Linked DNA regions of Mus musculus: region 2 is linked to region 1. A link is a contact called in public promoter capture Hi-C data. All regions are on one chromosome and are shown on one strand. Each heading gives the region's core, a stretch centred on a gene start, on an enhancer-like site or on the middle of the called end of the contact. The rest is flanking DNA. Distances are from core to core; before and after follow the strand shown.

What was found. Promoter capture Hi-C pulls out the DNA fragments that hold promoters and counts their contacts.
Region 2: a promoter capture Hi-C map of liver shows a contact between it and region 1, with 3 times the contacts expected there. The contact joins the promoter of Cep85l here to the enhancer-like site in region 1. A contact is called at or near these places in 3 of 39 promoter capture datasets (hippocampal neurons, liver and pre-B cells), 1 of 115 datasets of contacts at active chromatin or transcription factors (astrocytes) and 2 of 9 other capture datasets (adipose tissue and liver).

The regions. Positions count from the first base shown.
Region 1 is chr10:52,359,241-52,362,678 of GRCm38.p6, reverse strand. All of the region lies in intron 1 of Gopc (golgi associated PDZ and coiled-coil motif containing), which reads left to right. Among named protein-coding and RNA genes, the nearest start is that of Gopc, 21 kb to the left of the region's middle. Within about 2 kb of position 1,293, at least 8 of the 459 cell types and tissues checked have an H3K27ac peak or open chromatin away from gene starts, as enhancers often do. A contact at or near this core is called in liver, where this site is marked.
Region 2 is chr10:53,378,379-53,381,915 of GRCm38.p6, reverse strand. Cep85l (centrosomal protein 85-like) reads left to right here and starts at 2,033. Exons shown (of 13, transcript NM_001204983.2): 1 at 2,033-2,407. The coding sequence starts at 2,335. It overlaps Gm46225 (a long non-coding RNA gene), which reads left to right. Exons shown (of 3, transcript XR_001779770.2): 2 at 347-454; 3 at 1,192-1,330.

The DNA of each region.
Region 1 (3,438 bases), core at 44-2,543:
GCAAAAAAAAGCCTCCCTGGGTACAGACGCGTGACACAAGCCTGAAGAGCTGACTATGTTCTGTCCCAGAATTCATGTCAAAGTAAAAGAGAGAAACAACTGGACAAAGTTTTCCTCTGACCTCCACATGCCTATACCTTCTGATACTTCTAATAATAAGCAAAATAAAAATTAAAAATTTCTTCTCTGGCAGAAGCAACTTAAGGAAGAAAGGTTCTTGTCTGCATCACAGTTCCATGTTATAGTCTGTCATGTGGCAGTCCTAACAGGAGGAGCTTGAGACAGCTGATCACATTGCATCTGTCAGCAGAGACCCGTAAATGCTTGTGTGCAGTGCTCTGCTCAGTTGCTTTGTTTTATACTCTGTAAGCTCCTCTACCCAGAGAATAGTTCTTCCCACAATTATTGTGGTCCTCCCACATGAATTAACACAATCAAGATCATGCTTGCACGCGTGCGCGCGCACACACACACACACACACACCTCAGGTGATTCTAAATTCTGTCAAGTTAGCAATTAACACTAACCATCACATGGGACAGTATGTTTGTCATTACACAATCTGATTTGATGAACTTGTACAGTATCTTTTTTTTCTTTTCCCTCTCCAACCATCCCTGACAAGTAATTTCCCAAACCCCGGTCCCTGGCTGTCTCTTCTCCATGTACCTCTGTGTTGGGGTATTAATGCGTATCTGCTCCTAGTCCCAGTGCAAGCCTCAGCTTTGTACTTCTTTCTTTGTGGTGCTCTTATAGGACAGTTCTGTGATTTACCCCGAGATCAGCATATTTAAGGCCTGTCTTCTTCTTCCTAAGTAAGCTGTTATCCGAATCTTAACCGTTTGCCTCAGTAGCTTCACTTCAGAAAGGTTTTTGTTTTGTTTTACACTTTATTTTTGAATATATTGCACAGTGTCGCAAGTCTTCCTAATAATGTTTCTGACATTATAAAATCCTTTATTTCCATTTATAAAATTGCCATGGCAGCAGATCGCTGTTGCTGTAAGTTGACTTTCCTTGGAGCTGAGCTAATTCTGTATGAACTACCTACATTTGTTTTTTCTGTGACAGTATAGTTCTCTGGCCTTTCAATTTTTAAACTGAAAGTTAAAGTTAAAATTCTTTTGAGTTGAATAGGAAAGAAGAGTGCAGGCGCTGGCTAGCTGGGCACAGCAAACATAAGGGCCATGTGCAGTTGACAGTGGTGAAGCAATGTCAGCCGTGTAGAAATGGAAAGCTTTGGTGGAATGAATAAGCCCTCCTGGGCGGATTTCTGCTCTAACCGAGAACTTGCAGTCAGCTCTCATGCTTGGGCTCACTGTGATCTCAGCACTTGGCCCTTAGAATAATTGCTACACAGTACAAAGGGTAATTTTCTGACCAAAAAAAAAAAAAAAAAAAAAAAGCCACAGCTTCCTAAGATGAGGTTTGAGCTCCTATATTAATTAGGTCATGCAACTGAATGTGAGGGTCCCAAAATATTGGCGAACAGGAAAAAGGTTTCTGAATGTGCGGCAACCAAAAATTAATTCAAAACCAAGCACATACTGAGTCAGCACCTGCCCTTGTATCACACAGCCTCATGGCGGCCTTGGTTCTGAGTCCACATGCAGTTTACACTGCACACTGTTGCAACACAGTACTCATGACTGAAGCGTGCAGGCTAAGATGCAGGTTATGAATGGTCTGTTCTTACAGATATGGATGGCTTACAGAAAATGAAGACAAGGCTTTCTCAGCATTCGTCAGCATGGAAAGCTCACATTAGATATCCCTGGGTTACACTGTATGGGAATGTTAGAGCTCAAAAATTGCTGTTTTGACTTTCTGACTTTAGTTTCCTTAAAAAAAAAATGTTGAGCCAAGGAGATGGCTCAACAGGTAAAAGCACTTGCTGTAAGCCTCACAACTTGAGTTTAGATCCCTTGAATCAATGTGCATAAGTGGTGTGTGTTTATAGTGTGAGGTGTGAGACAGAGGCAGGAGAATTCCCCAGAAGCTTGAGGGTAGATACCCTGGAGTATGCACTGCAACAGCAAGCAAGAGGCACTATACCTCAAGGTCAAGGTTAGGAGGGCCAACACCCAAGGTTGTCCTCTGCCCTGCACACACAGGTTGCAGCACTCATGCAGACATTTACATGCATACAGATAAGCAGATAAGCATTTTGGAGGCTGGAAAGATGGCTCAATGTTTAAGAGCACTTGCAGCTCTTTCCGATGACCCAGATTCGGTTCCTGGCACCCACGACAGGTAGCTCATAACCATCTGTGATTCCAGCTCCAGGGAATCCAATACTTTCTGGCTTCATCAGGTACTTGCACATACATGACGTGTACACATCTAGACCACACACATAAATGAAGATAAATCTTACAAATAATAGTAATTATTATTAATTTTTGTATTGTTAAATGAATTTTGGCTTGGGATTAGGAAAGAATTTCCAACAACTTCCAAAATAGTCCTAAGCATACTTCTGCATGCAGAGCCTTAGTCTTGGCATTGACAGTTGTCAAATCGAAATATTGATCAATTCTGGAAAATGTTGAAGGTGCTCTACCTAAGGTTTGGACAACCTTGTGACATGTTGTCATCTATGAAGTTAAAAATTGAGAACCGTGTAATCAAGCAGCAAAAAACTACAACAATAAAGACAACCTTATGTTTTAGATAAGTTTATCATTTTGTGTTGAACTGCATGCATAGCTGTCTTCAACCACACGGGGCCCGTGGACTACAAGTTAAGCTTAAGTATATACTACCGGTGTTTTATAGTAACACATCCTCAGTTAAGAACTATGTAAAAATTTAAAAAGCATACCTTGTTATGCAAATTATTATTGATCTTTAATAAATGATAAATCATATGATTGTTTTAAATAAACTTATTTATTAGGAAGTGTTTGTGTACTTATTTTATATAACTGTGTGACTATGTGACTAGGGTTGTGTAGAAATCCAGTGAAAAGGGTTATAAGAAAATGAAAGCAGTTCAGTTTACAGAGGAATTACCTAATAAGCATGCATGAGGACCAGGATTCAGCCCCGAGGCACTCATAAATAGAGCATGGACACACACCTCCAGTTTGAGCACCCAGGGAATGGAGGCAGAAGGATCAGAAGTTCAGGGTCATCCTCACTACATAGCCAGTTCAAGGCAGCTTGGACTAGAAACCGTTTGAATGAGTGAATGTTGCCAATGGGAAAAGTTTAAGAAGTCTAATGCAGGCTGATAGTTTCTGTGTTGAAGACAGAACCCCACTAGCATGTTGTTCATGTTAGTGGACCACTGTGATGCATACCGTCTGAACAGGAAGGTGACTCTATATCCCACACTTCTGTAATTTAGAAGCTTCGAAGATAAAGATGAGAAGGCCTTGAAAGGGTTGGTGAATGTGAGCCATGTAAAATGGAAGTAACCTGTGTTAGTAGAA
Region 2 (3,537 bases), core at 784-3,283, 1.0 Mb before region 1:
GGTGCCCCATGGTGCAGAGGCAAGAAGAGGGCATCAGAACTGGAGTTATAAGTGATTGTGAGCTGCCCTGTGTGGGTGTTAGGAATTTAATCCCAGTTCTTAACTGCTGAGCCACCTGTCCAGCACCAATGTCTTTATAAAATAATTTTTTCTTTAAAAATTTCACGCAATGGTTTTTGATTATATTCATCCCCACTCTTCCCCCTAACTCCTACCAGATGTACTCAATAATGTCTTTAACATTTTTTAAAAAAAGAAATTTGTTGGGTATTAATTTCATTTTTAAATATTTACCTATGTCTTCATTTTCCTCCTTCTTTCCTTTATTTTTCCTCTTCTTTCCTAGACAAGGCTTCATTATGTAGTTCAGGCTAGCCTTAAACTCTTCATGTTGTAATCCAGGTTTCAATTGGATTCCTGGTTTATTGGTTTCCATCAAGTGCTGGGATTGCAGGTATGTACTACTATGCTGTGCAAACATTTAATCATTTATATGAAAGTAAAGAATTGCATCTATCTCATTAGCATACAGAGTGTTTTCATCTTTAATGAATGGTAAATTTGTATATGTAATAAATAATTTATTAAAATAAATTTATAATATAAGCAAACATTTGCCTTGAACACCATTTTATTTATCTAGTCATCCAGTGTTGTATAAAAGTTTCTTGGACAAAAGGGGTTATGAGGTTGTGAGTTTTAAATGTTTAAGAATCTCTAAGCGACCGGAACCTTTCTTTCCTTCTTACTCCCTCCCTCCCTTTCTTTCTTTCTTCCTTCCTTCCTTCCTTCCTTCCTTCCTTCCTTCCTTCCTTCCTTCCTCTCTCTCTCTCTCTCTCTCTCTTTCTTTCTTTCTTTCTTTCTTTCTTTCTTTCTTTCTTTCTTTCTTTCTTTCTTTCTCCTTTTTCTTTCTTTCTAGAAAGCACAGAGGAGGCTAAAGCAGGAGAACCAGGAGTTTGAGGGCAGCCTGGGTTACACATCAAGTTTCCAGCGAATTTGGGCTTTTTGTTAAACTACAAATTATGAAAAGATGTATTTGTAGATATAGTATTTTTACTTTCGATATTTTTCTTTGTGGAACTGTTAATGTTTTTTTCCCCATCCTTTTCAACTGTCAATAAATAATTAGATACATTTTAGATCAGATAAAGAGCCATCTCGTTATATTTTCATATTTCTGTCACCTTCTAGCATCAGAATCATTTGACGGTTGACCAACATCTGAAGATTTGGAGAAATATCTGCAGATCTACAGGAAGGAGACTAGATGTATAACCACGGTTTGGTACATTTCAGCAAATGTGGTGAGTTATAGCACACATTTTTAAATGTAAGCCTCACAAGCTTTAAGTAGTATTTTACTTGAGGATACATCAATATTAAGCTTTTGTTAGCAGTTTCCACATTAGGAAAAACATCACTGGACTCAAAGCCTAAGGAACTTATCGTCTGGGTTACTTCTGATTGGCATGCTGAGACTGCCTCCTTGTACAGTGGTTGACAGTGTTTAGTTTGTATCTAAATATTCAAATGATTATATTGCCAACAAGAGTAATTGCAAGAGGATGCTGTATTCCTTTGTCTTTTCTCAGGATGTCTGTTCCTAGGAAGGGTGGGAAATAAAGTGGAGCAGATGTGGGAGGCAGGGATGTCCTCTTTTCTATTCCCACCGTGATCCATAACCGGTGCTTGTGGAACGCATGACAACAATTTTAATTCTGATCTCCATTCTGAGTCAGATGGCTAGCCCCACAGCCCCTTGAAGCGGTTGCAGGGACAACTCGCACCTTTTATAACAACTGTGCCCCTAGAAAGCACGTATAGGAAGACAGGGTTTGGGATTAAATTATGGACCCTCTCTCAGCTTGAAGGTAACAGGATGGAGAAGTAGGGAGCGGCTTCAGGATGATCACCCGCATGCTGTTAGCAATAGGTTTTTGGTTCGCCAAGAGTCCCAGGCCCCGCCTTGAGGCCCCGCCCTCTGGGCCCCGCCCCCAGCCCCATCCAGGCCCCGCCTGTCCTGGCCCGGCCCGCTGCCTAAGGTTCTGCCGGGCGGAGGGGGCTGAGAGAAGCCGCAGCTGCAGATTCGCTTTGAGCCCCGGAGCCTGCGATCGCGCCGCCGTCACCGGGGAGCTACTAGCTTCCCCGGCCCGGGCCTCAGCGCAGCCGGCTGGGCCATGGCAGCCGCCGCGCTCCGGGGCCGTCGCTGAACAGCCGTTAAGCCCCCCGCCCGGGTCCGGTCCGCGCTGCCGAGGCCCAGGCTCCGCTCAAGTTTCCGCCCAGAAGCCGAGGCGACCGCGGGCCCCGAGCTCCAGGCTCGCCCGCTCGCCCGCTATGTGGGGCCGTTTCCTGGCCCCGGAGGCTGGCGGCCGGGACAGCCCCAGCGGGGCCCGCAGCTTCCCTGCGGGTAAGGAGGACTGCGGGCGGGTGGGGTGACGGCCGCCAGGGCTTCTCCGGAGTCCGCGCCCTAAGGCCTGCGACCCCCGCGGGGTGACAACTCGGCTCTTCTGGGCCGCTCGGCCGGGCTTTGTTGTCCCTCGTGTGGTGTGCGTGGCTGCCCCACGCGGGACGCGGGCGGGAAGGTCGCTGCAGTGTCGCCCGCAGCCACTGCTCCAGAGAAGCTGCTGAGGACTTGGTCGCCGATTGAGACCCCCGAGGGGGCGGCAGCTCTTAGAAAGCAGGTCGCATGGCTGCCAGGGCTCTCCTGGGTCCCATCAGAGCCCAGCCGCCTTCGAAACGGGGCTCAGGGAAACTGGGGGGTTGCAGCTTTGCGGTGGTGGTTGTAGGGACTGTTAGAATCAGACAACCATTTCATGCCTGCATCACCCAGAAGTTGTGTAGGAGCCACTGAATTATAAATCTTCCCCTAACGTGGAATAGAACAAGAAGAGTTGGCTTGACCATGACAAGTTATCTAATGATGACAGTCTAAAGGGCTCTTTAATCTGAACTGAATCATGAACCCCTTTGAAAAGCTGAAAGATACATAAATTTTTTTCCTTCTCCCCCCCACCCCCCAAGAGAAAAGGGCTACTTATTTGTACGCAGAATTTCTCCTAAAAATTTAGGTATTTTGGGGACCCATGGGTGGTAACCCTGTTCTACAAAGTGTTAGAACTTGACTTGTGTAACTTAGAGGCAGTTGTGTACCTTTTGCAAAACTGTTCGAAAAGAAGCATTTTGTAGGAGTCCTTTTGTGGTATTCTCTGCCTTTTTGAAGATACCATGCAGGCACATTGCTACTGAAATTTTGAACAATGAAATTCTGTGACAGTTTAAATTCTAAACTATCAGTAGTTCTCAACCTCCCTAATGCTGCGAACTTTAAAAGTTCCTCATGTTGTGATGTCCCCAAACCATAAAATTATTTTCATTGCCACTTCATAACTGTAATGTTTGCTATTGTTATGAATTGTAATGGACGTAGTTGAAATGTGACTCTCATGAGGTCATTTGACGTCAAGGGGTCGCGCGACCCAGAGGTTGAAAACCATTGGTTTAGAACTGTAATGTCTGTATGTCTGTCTCTATGTGTGT